2 separate regions of the Sus scrofa genome follow, and region 1 is linked to region 2. The links are chromatin contacts, called in public HiChIP or PLAC-seq maps. All regions are on one chromosome and are shown on one strand. Each heading gives the region's core, a stretch centred on a gene start, on an enhancer-like site or on the middle of the called end of the contact. The rest is flanking DNA. Distances are from core to core; before and after follow the strand shown. Region 1 holds the start of GRIK5 (glutamate receptor ionotropic, kainate 5). Region 2 holds the start of ERF (ETS domain-containing transcription factor ERF).

What was found. HiChIP or PLAC-seq counts read pairs in DNA pulled down with a chosen protein or histone mark.
Region 1: a contact with region 2 is called in an H3K27ac HiChIP or PLAC-seq map of alveolar macrophages. The contact joins the promoter of GRIK5 here to the promoter of ERF in region 2. A contact is called at or near these places in 1 of 47 Hi-C or Micro-C datasets (epiblast stem cells) and 1 of 2 datasets of contacts at active chromatin or transcription factors (alveolar macrophages).

The regions. Positions count from the first base shown.
Region 1 is chr6:49,837,573-49,843,476 of Sscrofa11.1, forward strand. GRIK5 (glutamate receptor ionotropic, kainate 5) reads left to right here and starts at 3,099. Exons shown (of 21, transcript XM_021094434.1): 1 at 3,099-3,612; 2 at 5,503-5,631. It overlaps ZNF574 (zinc finger protein 574), which reads right to left. Exons shown (of 4, transcript XM_021094440.1): 2 at 1-43.
Region 2 is chr6:49,677,496-49,683,237 of Sscrofa11.1, forward strand. It overlaps ERF (ETS domain-containing transcription factor ERF), which reads left to right and starts at 1,363. Exons shown (of 6, transcript XM_003127177.5): 1 at 1,363-1,543. The coding sequence starts at 1,522.

The DNA of each region.
Region 1 (5,904 bases), core at 1,849-4,348, 160 kb after region 2:
GTTTCTTCTGACTCCTCAGTCATGATGGCGGCAAGACCCTGGGCTGGGGGAGGTGAGGACAAATCATGTCTAAACCACTGCTTCCTAGTCCTTCCCAGGGACAACTCTTTCCCTTTATCATCCCCCTACCAAAACCCCAGATCAATTTCCCCCTCTAACTTCTTGCTTGCATATTTCCATTCCCACCCCACTTCCTAACAACCATTCCTCCCCACACAGGAGTAGCAAGCACAAAACCTTCCCAGCAGATCTACCCGAGTCTCACCTCTCAATCAACTCGCATCAAACTCCACCTGCCTGATTCTTGCAACCTGTCCAATCCTTCATTATAATGCCTCACAGCTGGCCCAAGGCCCCACACAGGAAACCATATCCTCTTCTCCACTCAGACTTCCTTCCACTGATTCCTCACCAACACACTACCCATCCCTAGCCCCAGATGCCCAGGAGTCCTTACACAGGCCCCAACGACCCACTTCTCCAAGCCTGTTTCTCCTCTGCTCCCACCCTCAGGTTCTCTTTTTACCCCCCAACCACTCAAACTGCCCCAATGTTCTGCCACTTTCAGCACCTTCTCAAGGTACAATCCCCCTCCTTTGCACACAACCCCTGCCACCCACTAACTCTCTCCCTTTGGTGCCGAGGTTCCTCATGTCAAACTGTCCCTTCTCCTAATACTTTTCTCACAGTGGCCTATCCCATTTCCACACCCAGACCTTTTCCAACTTGACCTCTTCGTGATTCCCAGTCTCCCCTCTTCAAATTACTTAACTCTCTCTACAAATCAAGGCCTTGTACCCCAACCCTAAACCCCTCTCCACAATCCCCAGGCCCATCTTCACAAAAACCTAACCCTTTCTTCATACTCAGACCCTTCCCACCATCCTAACTCATGCAGCCAGGGCAGCCACACCTTTCACATTAATTACCTATCTCTTTTGTACAGTGAGACCTCATCTACTATTCTAATTCCCTCTGGGGTACCCAGACCCCCCGCCCATACTGACTTAAACCCAGCTTCTTCATAGACAACCACCTTAGACCATTGAGGTATTCCTGGAGCCTTTCTTCACATTTTCTCCTTCCTCCCACCCTAACCCATTTTCAGATACCCACATCCCTCTTCCTTATAAAAAGACCTACCCTTGCCCTCACTCACTACAAGGACACCCTGAGCCCCACCCCCTCGCATTATTAACCTAACCTTTTCTTCTTTACAAAAAAAGACCCCAACCTCTCACCCTAATACACTGTAGAATACCGACACCCTTCTTCATACTAACCTAAGCCCCTCTTATTTGCAAAAAGACCCAAACCCACCACAACCCATTCTGGGGATGCTCAGACCACCTCTTCACATCAAAATTCCTTCCCTCAGGGCTCCTGTCGTGGCTTAGCAGTTAATGAACCCGACTATCGTCCATGAGAACTCAGGCTGGATCCCTGGCCTCACTTAGTGGGTTAAGGATCCGGCATTGCTGAGGCACAGGCTGGCAGCTACAACTCCGACTGGACCCCTAGCCTGCGAACCTCCACATGCCATGGGTGAGGCCCTAAAAAGACCAAAAAAAAACACCCTCTTCTCTGCAAAAACGTGTCGTTCCCCCCCCCCCCAACACACTCTAATCCAATCCAGGAATGTCCAGACTACCCTTCAAAATGGTTTAACTCCTTTCACACATACCCCTCCCACTGGTCCAAATCTTATTAAGAATACCCAAACGCCTCTTCTGAAGAACCCCTCCCCCCACCATCCTAACTGGATAGATAGCCAGATCCTTCTTCCTCACACCCAGACCCCTCTCACCAGTCTATTACTCTGGGGCTACTGGATCCTCCCCCCCCTCCTTAATACACAGACTTCTCTCACCACTCTCGCCCTCTCCATGGATCCCCAATTCCCATTCTTCACCTTGACCTAATTCCCTGTACTTTTCAGAAAGACTACCTCTACTCAGCTCATTCTATGGACACTAGATACCAGTTTCCCATAACATAACCCTTCTTTGCAAGAGATTCCTCGCAACCCATTCCAGGGGTACCCAACACCCTCACCACTTTAGTTTAACTCCTCTTCGCATTAATACAACCCTATTCTTCACACTAAGACCTCTCTCTAAAACTCCCCCCAGACACATCCATTTCCTAAATTCTTTTCACACTAAGCCTTCTCATTGGTTTAACCCTTCCAGGCATAGCCAGATTGTCTTTTTCCTTTAACTTAATCACCCCTGCTCCACCCCTAAACCCCTCCCTGGCCACCCAACTGCCCTCTAACCGTCCATCCTCCTCCACCCTCCTTCGGTCCTGGACTGTCCCATCCCCAAACCCTTTGCCGAGTACTCCCTGGAGCCTTGGAGACCCTCCTGGGGGCAGCTTTAACACCTCCGTTTCCACCCAGGTCCCTGCCAGCCCCTAGCCCGAGTCCCGTCCCTCTTCACTCAGCCCCTCCCACGACTCCAGCCCTCTTCGCACCCGCCGCCCCGGCCCGCGCCCGACCTCGCGCCCCGCGGGCCGTTGGTACCGCTCCGCCCTCACCTCCAGGCGCGCGCCCCCCTCTGGCCCTCTGAGCAGGCAAGGTGGCAAGAGTAGGCCGCGGGGGGGAGGTTCGGGAACCCGGCCGGCCCTTCGGGCGCCCGCCCGCACTTACCTGCCTCCGCCGTCTCGCACGGCCCGGGCCCGGGCCCGGGCAGCCGCTCCCCTGGCACGGCCACCCTAGCGCTGCGCCCTCTCTAGCTCCCGCCGTCCCCTCTCGTCTGCTCCGCAGCCTCGCTCTCGCTCCCAATCGCCCCCAGCAACGCCCCTCCCACCTTCCTCTTCGGCCGCCGCGCGGATGGCCGAATTCGCCCAATCATCGCCCGTCTGGCCCTTGCCGTTCGGCCAATAGGCGCTCACGTCTTCGAGCCTTGGACCAATAGTATGGGGCATCGGTAGTCCCCACGCAGCGCCCAGCCAATCCTCTAGCGATGTACCCTCACCGGCCGCCCCCTCCCCCCCGTGCCCGCCCTCTTACGCCCCCTGAAGGATGCTCCTCCTCCACCCCCTCGACTCTGCTTGACGGCTCGAGATGGGAGGGCAGCGCGGTGACGTCAGACGGCGGAGTGGTGCTTTGGGCGCCATCTTGGGGGCTCCAGGCGGAAGGCGCGTTGCGGGGGAGGGGGAAGTGGGGGAAATTGAGGCACGCAGCACCGGGAGGCCGGGGGCAGGGTAACTTGAGGCGCAGGAACCCCGGAGGAGCGAAGGGAAAGAGTGAAGTACCCACCAGTCACCGCGAGGAGAGAGAGAAAACTAGCTTCAATTGCACGGACGGAGAAAAAGGGGACGTCAAAGGTCCAGACTCACTTCGTTAGAGAATAAAGGCAGCGAGAAGGGAGGAAAGAAAAACCGAAAGACCTTGGTTCGGAGGGGAGAAGAAATGTCGGAAGAAAAGCAAGGAGAGAGGGAATCTGAGAGAACAAGGAGAACCTAAAGAATAAGGGAGGAAATGGGAAATAGAAGGAGAAAAAGTAAAAGCCGCGATGGGCGGTTTTGAAGAAACGGGAAATGGGGGGGGTAGATGACCTGAAGGACAACCAGGGTGAAAACCTGAAGGAAGTGACCCTGTAACGCCTGGTCTGTATCCTCCTTACTTCCCTGGTGCCCTCCTTCCAGGCCTCCAGGGCACAGGGAAGGAGGAGTCCCCATGTGTCGAGGGGCTCAGACCCTTCCAACTCACCATCCCTTTCTGGCCCTCAGGGCCTTAGGAACAAGTTGCCTCAGCTCTCTTGTTTTCAGAGCTATTTTCTAAGGATAGGAGAGCAGCAAAAAATTAACTTGTTCTAACTGCCCCCCCTCCCCCCTCCCGTTTCTCCTATAAGTAAACTGAGTCTAGAGGAATTGGTCATTTACCTTCCTGAGGCCAAAAAGCTACTAGGAGACCCCAAACACCAAGTAAGACCTAGGTCTGACTCCTCAGCCATCACATTTATTATGTTTTTCAATTAGATTGTAACTGGGTGTCCTAACTCGCTCCTAGATTAAACTCAACACCATGTTCATGTAATTAGACCCGACTTCCTGGATTGGAATCCTGGCCCTGCCACTTCCTTGCTCTTGTCTTGGGCAAGCTGACTTCTCTGTGCCTCAGTTTCCTCATCTGGGACATAACAGCCCCTGACTCATGTGAGTCAAAGCTATGTAAGAGTTATTTTTATTAGGGCCTCAAGGAGCCTGGTAGCAACAACTAAGCCATCCTGAGTGCATTATAACTTGCAAAGTATGCTCAGTGCTTTCCATGCATTATTCGTTTTAATCCTCTCAATGACCCTAGGAAGGAGGAACTATTGCTCTCGCTTTGCAAAGAAACTGAGGCTCAGAAATTAAATAACTTGTCCATCATTAGGAAGAAACAGAATTCCAACCCAGGAATTGACTCCTGGGTCTATACTCTTGGTGCCCAGGCTCTGCTGCTTGGCAGGTGGGACGTGCAGAGTGGCATTCTAAATACATGAATTCAAAAAGCAGAGAAAAGTTGGTGGTAATCAGTTAACTCTAAGGTTGGTAATCTGGATTTGCTCTCAGGGTGAAGTCACCTGGGACAGGAACGTGAGCATCTGGAAGCTAGATTTAGGCTTTGACAGGCGCCATACCCTCAGGCAGATTCCCTCTCCCACTGAGGCCTCCTTTCTCCATTTAAAAATGAAAAGGTGGGAGTTTCTGTCATGGCTCAGTGGTAACCCAACCTGACTAGTGTCCCTAAAAATGAAAAGGTCGCTCAGTGGCAACCTGACTGGTATCTACAGGGAGGTGGGCTCAGTCCCTGGCCCTGATCAGTGGGTTAAGGATCAAGGATCCGGTGTTGCCATGGAGCTGTGGTGTTAGTCCACAGATGCTGCTCGCTGCTCAGATTTTTTTTTTTTTTTTTTTTTTTGTCTTTTTTTGTTGTTGTTGTTGCTATTTCTTGGGCCGCTCCCGCGGCATATGGAGGTTCCCAGGCTAGGGGTCCAATCAGAGCTGTAGCTGCTGGCCTACGCCAGAGCCACAGCAACTCGGGATCCGAGCCGAGTCTGCAACCTACACCACAGCTCACGGCAACGCCGGATCGTTAACCCACTGAGCAGGGGCAGGGACCAAACCCGCAACCTCATGGTTCCTAGTCGGATTCGTTAACCACTGCGCCACGACGGGAACTCCTCGCTGCTCAGATTTTGTGTTGCTGTGGCTGTGGTGTAGGCCGGTGGTTTACAGCGCCAATTTGACCCCTAGCCTGGGAACTTCCATGTGCCACAGATGTGGCCCTAAAAAAAAGACGAATAAAAATAAAATGAACAGGTGAGGGGGAGGGATAAATTAGGAGTTTGGGGTTAATTACCTAAATTAACAGATAACCTACAAGGGAAGATAATCTGAAAAAGAGTATATGTATAATTGAATCACTTCACTGTACACCTGAAACTAACACAGCATTGTAAATCAACTGTATGTCAACAACAAGAATTTTAAATGTAAATCCATACTTCACAGAAAAACAAAAGAAAAAGAAAATGGAAGGCTCTGGCTTGGCTTGTCAGGCCCCTTTCTGCTCCACCCTTCTGCTTGGACTTCCCAGTTTATCTGGATTGACTGGATCCCTTCACTTCAGATGATATAAGGGTAAGATGAGGCCTGCATCAGTTTTTCTGGAGGTGGTGGCACAGGAATAGGACTTCTGGGACAAGTTCAATTTAGAGAGAATAGGCATTTTATGCTGGAGTCCCTGCATAAGCAAAGGCCTAAAGGCCAGGGCAAGTGAGTCTGGACTTTCAGGCCCGTTGAGGGTGGGTGTTAGGGGCCCAAGTATGATGAGGTGTATGCAGAGTTGGAGGTCCTTCAGGGTCAGGCGTATGTGTCAGACATACATTGGGGATGCCCACATGCCACCTGCAG
Region 2 (5,742 bases), core at 113-2,612:
AGGGTTACAATATCCGTGGGGGAGCTGCACTGTCCGTAGCAAGGTTACATAATTCCCCGGGCAGGTGAAGCTTCCTGGGAGGCTTTGGTCTCCCTGAGCAAGAGGCCTGAGACTTCTTCTGAGGTATCCGTGAGGGACTAGAAACCGTCCTGCAGCTAGGAACCCAGCCATAGAGGCTGGGCGTGAAGGCTTAAGAACCCAAAGTCTGACCCTTCAGGCCTTCCATTCTGTAGCTGGTTTGCTTCTTCCTGTCTTCTTGGTTTTAGTCTCTCTGAGCATCCCTCCTTCCCTGCCTTCATTCCCCTCCTTTGCTACCTCAGAGACTCTTTTAAGACTGTTTCCAGGCTTGGCCTGTGAAGATAGCTTCTGTTTGCCCTCTGCCCTGATGCTGGCTCCTGCTGGCCATCTGATCGTTGCTGATTTCCTGTTTCTTCAAGCCTCAGGCTCCATCCATTCCTCCTAGCTGCAGAGAACAGACTTAACACTGCCCTACCTACTGGCCTTCATCCTTAAGCCCTTTCTTCCTCTCTCTTGGTGACCCCCCAGTGAAACTTTGGGAGCACATTTGTTCAGACTTTGGTCACCCCCACACATCCTGGCCCAACCTCCGGAACCCCCTGCCCTGGAAGTGGAGGTGGGGGTACCTCCGGTGCCAGGACAGCTGCAGTCTGGGGATGGGGGAGGCTCTGGCGGTCATTCTCTCTGGTCACTTCCTCCCCAGCTGGGATTGGGACTATCTGGAAGGCCAAGACCTCATCCCCAGAGGATCGGAGGGCACAACCGCCTCCCCATTTCCGATGCTGAGAAACACTTCCCACCCATTCCACCCCACCCTGTGCCCCCATTCATGCTCAGGGTTGGAGGGGAGGGGCGCATAAAGGCCAGTCTGGGAAATGAGGTAGTCTTGATCATCCTCCAAAGTCTTGACCTGGCTCCCCTGCAGAGAAGATTCTGTCTCCTCCTCAAAGGTCCATACCCCTCCTCACAAAAGTTTCTGACAGTCATCAGAAGGTACCCCCCCCAGCCCATCTTAACAAGCTTCCAAAGAAAGTCTGGACCCTGCAGTGTGCAGGAGAGGAGGAGGGGCGGCAGGTCGCGAGGCCCGAGGTCTTAAGTTATCTGCACACTAGGAGCCTCAGAGAAGGGTCATGACTCCTGGGACCCCATTCCACCCCTGCCCCCTCCTTCCTCCTCCCCCGCCGCGCGGCCCCTTTAAGCCTAGAGCCGGCCGGTCCTCAGTGGCTGCGCGCCGGCAAGTGTGTGTGTGAGTGCGCGGGGAGGGGGCGGGCGCAGTGTCTCCATGGCGACGCGGCGGTGACGTCGCCAGCCGGGGGGCGTGGGCGTCCCGGCCCCGGAGTGCGATATTAACCCGGGAGGCGGCGGCGGGGAGGGGAGAGGCTCTGAGAGGCGAGGCCGGGTGAATCGGCGAGGGCGGCCCGACGGGCTCGGGACGGGACGGGGCAGCGCGGGCGCCGGGAGCTGCGGCCCGGAGTCGGGGCGTCTCGCCCCGGGCCCCCCAGCATGAAGACCCCGGCGGACACAGGTGGGGGCGGAGGCAGCACGTGTGGGGGAGACTTGTTGCCCCGGGAAACCAGGCGGAGAAACTTTGGGGGGGGTTGAAGGGTTCCGGGGGAGCCCGAGTGATCCCCAGTCCCGGGGGACCCCCAAGCACTCGAGACCTGTTGCTTCTTGCGGTGCGAGTGGGGGTGCAGTATAGGACCCCCAATTCCTGGCTCTGGGCAGATTGGTGTGGGTGCCGTGAGTCCTGGTCCTCTCCCTGCTTGGACCCCGAAAGCTGAGCTCTTCCTCGCTCCCGGGATCACGGGGGTGGCGGGGTTCCTCCCCGCCGCTCTGTCACGTTGCACTCTGGGGGCCGGGACGTGTGCGGGGCGTGAGGCGGGGGGGCTATCCACTGGGCCCGCTATTCCCAGTTCCGCGCTGCGCGGTCTGGCCCATGACCTTCACAGCGATGCGTGCCCCGCACCAGCCTAGAGGGGGATACGGGATGGCCACTAGAAGGAGGGCGTGAGTGGGGAGCCCGGGACTCGGGGTCCGGGCTGCGCCGCCCCTCCCCCGCCCGTCTCTGCTGGCTCCTCGCTCCCCCGCCCGCGCCGAGTCGCAAAGTTCCAAAGCGCAGCCCGAACGTTCGAAAAAGGAACTTTTTGTTTCCGACCTTAGAACGCGCAGCTTTAAGGTCGCTCCGGAGAGACTTGGGAACCCTCTTCCCTCGTCGCTGGGGGCCTGGGGTTGAGGGGGTTGGGGAAGGTGGGGGGACACGGAGGCTCCCCTTTCGTCCCCCCTCCCTCATCCAGCTCTTCTCTTTCAACCGGCCGTCTCTTCTCTCCGCCCCCCTCTTCCCCGCCAACTTGCTCCTCCTTAAGGGGCCAATGTTCCCCTCCCCCCTCAGGCGGCGGGCGGGGGGCAGCAGGATTAGCCCCCCTCCCACTCGGACTTCCCCCCCTCCCCTCCCCCGCCGCCCCCGGGCTCTCGCGGGCTGGACTTTGCGCCGGAGCGCGCTGGGGGAGGGGTCCCAGCCGCCCCCTGCCCGTCTACCCCGTCGGAATCCGGCCTGGGGCGGGGACGGGGGAGGGGGAAGGGGGCCGGGCGCCGCTGTTCAAACTTGTTTCCTTCCCCCGGCGGCGGCCGCGGCTAGGGCTCCAGTGTGCGGGTGTGTGCCCCGACCGGCCCACCCACCCCGCCCCCCCTTGCTCGGCGGGTGGGGGCGGCTCTTAAAGGGCTCCGAGCTGGTCTGCGGCGCCTGCGGATTGGGGCCGAGGAGGGAGCTGGGTGTGGGGCAGGGGTTCGGAGTGCTGTAGGGTCAGTCACGTGCGTCCCACATACTCTCTGGCTCCCAAAGGCTCCAGCGCCGCTGGGCCTTGGGGGCAGCAGGAGCCTCCCCTCGCCCGAGGAGGGGGCCGAGGCACCCAGACAATCCCGCCTCGTCTTCCCTCCCTGCTACCGGCCTTCGCCTGGTGGGACCGGCTGGGCCGCTCCCCCAACCCAGTCTTGGGGCCGCGCCTTGTGTGGGTTCTCTGGTTGGGGGAAGGGGCGGGGGCCTGGTCTGGCCTCCCGGATCGGTCCATCGGTCCATCTGCCTCCTGGCTGGCCGCTGCACGCCCCTTCATCCGATCCTCCATCCCGGCCCTTCTCTCCTCTGCCGCGGCTGTTTCCCACTTCCTGTTTTCTTCCCGGCTCTGGCGCCACCGAGGGCTGCCTGTAGTGGGGGAGGTGGTGGGGCCCCCCAGGAGGCCGGCGTGTTCTTCCTCTACCACCACCCCTCCCTTCCGACCCCTCTAGTCCCTTTAAAAAAAGTTTGGGCAGTCATATGAATTTGGGGAGTGCCCAAGAATTCTGCACCCCCATTCCCAGGTTTCCACAGTCTGTCTGGGAGATTCCCTACCTCGCCTCTGTGAGACCCAGGTGTGCCTTCTGGGACCCCGCCATCCCAGCCCTTCCTGTCTGCTGCCTCTTCTCCACCCTGTCTGGCAGTGTCCTCAACTCCTCTCTCAGTGTCAGCTATCTCTCTGCCTCACTGTCTCCCCCCCCCCCCCCCCGTGCTCCAGAGGTCCCGCACCCTCAAGCTTTCTTGATGCAGGGCTGGTGGTTCCCTGTTTTAAGCACGTGGACCCATACACAACACCACTCACACATGCTCCCCTTGCCCGTGCCTGGCTCCCGGCTCCAAAGCCTGGGGAACAGAGCCCCATTGAGACACCCTGACGTCACCCCCCCATCTTCCTTCTCCCCCCAAAGCTGGGAACAGGCCCTCATGTATGCCATGTCCGATGAGGAAAGCTGGCATTGGGGGGGGGGCTCTGAGTGGGGAGGTCCCTGCCAAGAGTGAGAGCCAGGGTCCTGGCCTGGGAAGGGGGGTTGTTCAGGGAAGGGGCTTAACAAGGGAACCTGGGTCAGCCCCCAGAATGCAGCTTGAGGCCTTTCCAGAGCCCCCCACCTCCCTTCCGAGTTCCCTTTGTGTTGCATGTAGTCTCTCTCACTCCTTCTCTTCTGCAAAGTTTATTTTTAGCCTCCTGCTCCCCCGCTCCCAGGACTGTCGCTGCATACACGTTGCCTGGTTACCGGGACAAGGAGGCTGGGGCTGGTGGGCTGGGAAGGGTGGCTTTAATTTTGGGGGGAGGGTGGAAATCAGTATACCCCCCAACCCTAGAGTGATGTCTTGGGGGCTTCGGCCCCCACCCTGAGTCAGAGAGCCAGATTGGGGCTTAGGTGGTGGGGAGCATGGAGCTTAGTACCCTGAAGGGAGCCAGGAGCTTTTTGGAGGGGTCTGGAAGGTACATGGAGTAGGCAGTGTCTTGAGTTCCCAAGGGTCTCTGAGCCCTGAACAAGACCCTTGGACCTGGGTTGTCTAGCAGGATGAGCATAAGGGGGTGAACACCTGGATTCTTAAGGGAAGGATGAGGTTGTGGATGCTGGGGTCCATGGAAGCTCTTGTCAGGGGCTATCACTTCTGAATGGAGCAGGGGCTAATGCTACAGGGTCTATTGCTTGCCAGAGGTCATGTTCCTGGAGCTGGTTCGAAGCTGGGATTTCTGAATGGGGAAGGTACTGGGTAGGGAATGCTGGCCATCCCCGTCGTCTACCCAAGGTCAGGGGTCAGGGCACTGGGTCCCTGTGGGGCTTAGCGCTAGCTCTTAGATGGAGTGGTCCCTGTAAGAACGGGAACTGCTGATTCCCTGTGTCCCCATGGGGAAGGATCCCCTGTTGGATTCCAGACTTGGGTGGAGTCTTTGGGGGAGGTTCCACATTGCCCCAGGCCTGGTTGGTACCTGCTTGAGCTGGGGCCAGAAAGGAGGCTTGACCCTTGCAGCCTGACTGGGACTCAGGACCCCGCCCATCCTTGGTTGTCCACCTTGGCCTCCCTCTAGTGGCATCAGGGCTCCTGCCTTGCCTCCCCCCTCCTTCTCTTCCTCCCTTTCCCTCCTCCCACCCCTCCATTACCGGCTGCCTAGTGCTGAATTATTGATGGCCTCTGATTACCCGGGGGTTTGGGAAATGACAACAACCGCAGCCCCCCCCCCCCCACTGGCTGCCCATCCCCTCCAGGGACCAGCCAGCCCACCACCAACCTCTACCCAAGGTTAATGCTGGGGGTGGGTAGGTAGGTGGACAGGGTAGAAGCTGAGGACAGAAGGCAGGGGGAACAGTCTGCAGCCGGCAGTGCTGAATTCAGTCCTGAGGCCCTCCAGCCAGGTTGGGTCCGTGTGCCTGCCTGGGTCTGGGGAGGGCAGTGCAGCACAGAGGGTCCAGGGCTTGTGGCGGGGGGGCTCTCTCAGACAGTCTGGGTTTCACTCTCCAGGGAAGACAGAAGCCTCTGTGTGTGCAAGCGCTGACCTCATCGTCAACCAGCCACCCCACCCCTCCTGGTCCTTTTAAGAAAAAAAAAATCCTCCTCCCGGGTCCTAGGGTGGGAGTAGGGGCTCTGGTAGATCTTGGGAGGGAGACAGTGTATGTTCCTAGGAGGGGACCAGGGGAGGTGGAGGGAGGTGTGGTAATGACTGTCCCTGAATGGGAGTGGGGGTGGGCCCCAGGGGGCTAGCCCCAACCCATCTGGCCACGTGTGCCCCTTCCTGCCCCTCCCCCACTGGCATCCCTGCCCGCCCGCCTGGCTTGGTGCCTGGCCCCCTGGCACTGGCCCCGGGACCCGCCGCCGACGGTTTCCTGTTTCTCCCGGTGTCGCTGGAGCGGGCTCCAGCTTCCCCTCCCCCCAGCTCCCGTCTAGCCCCC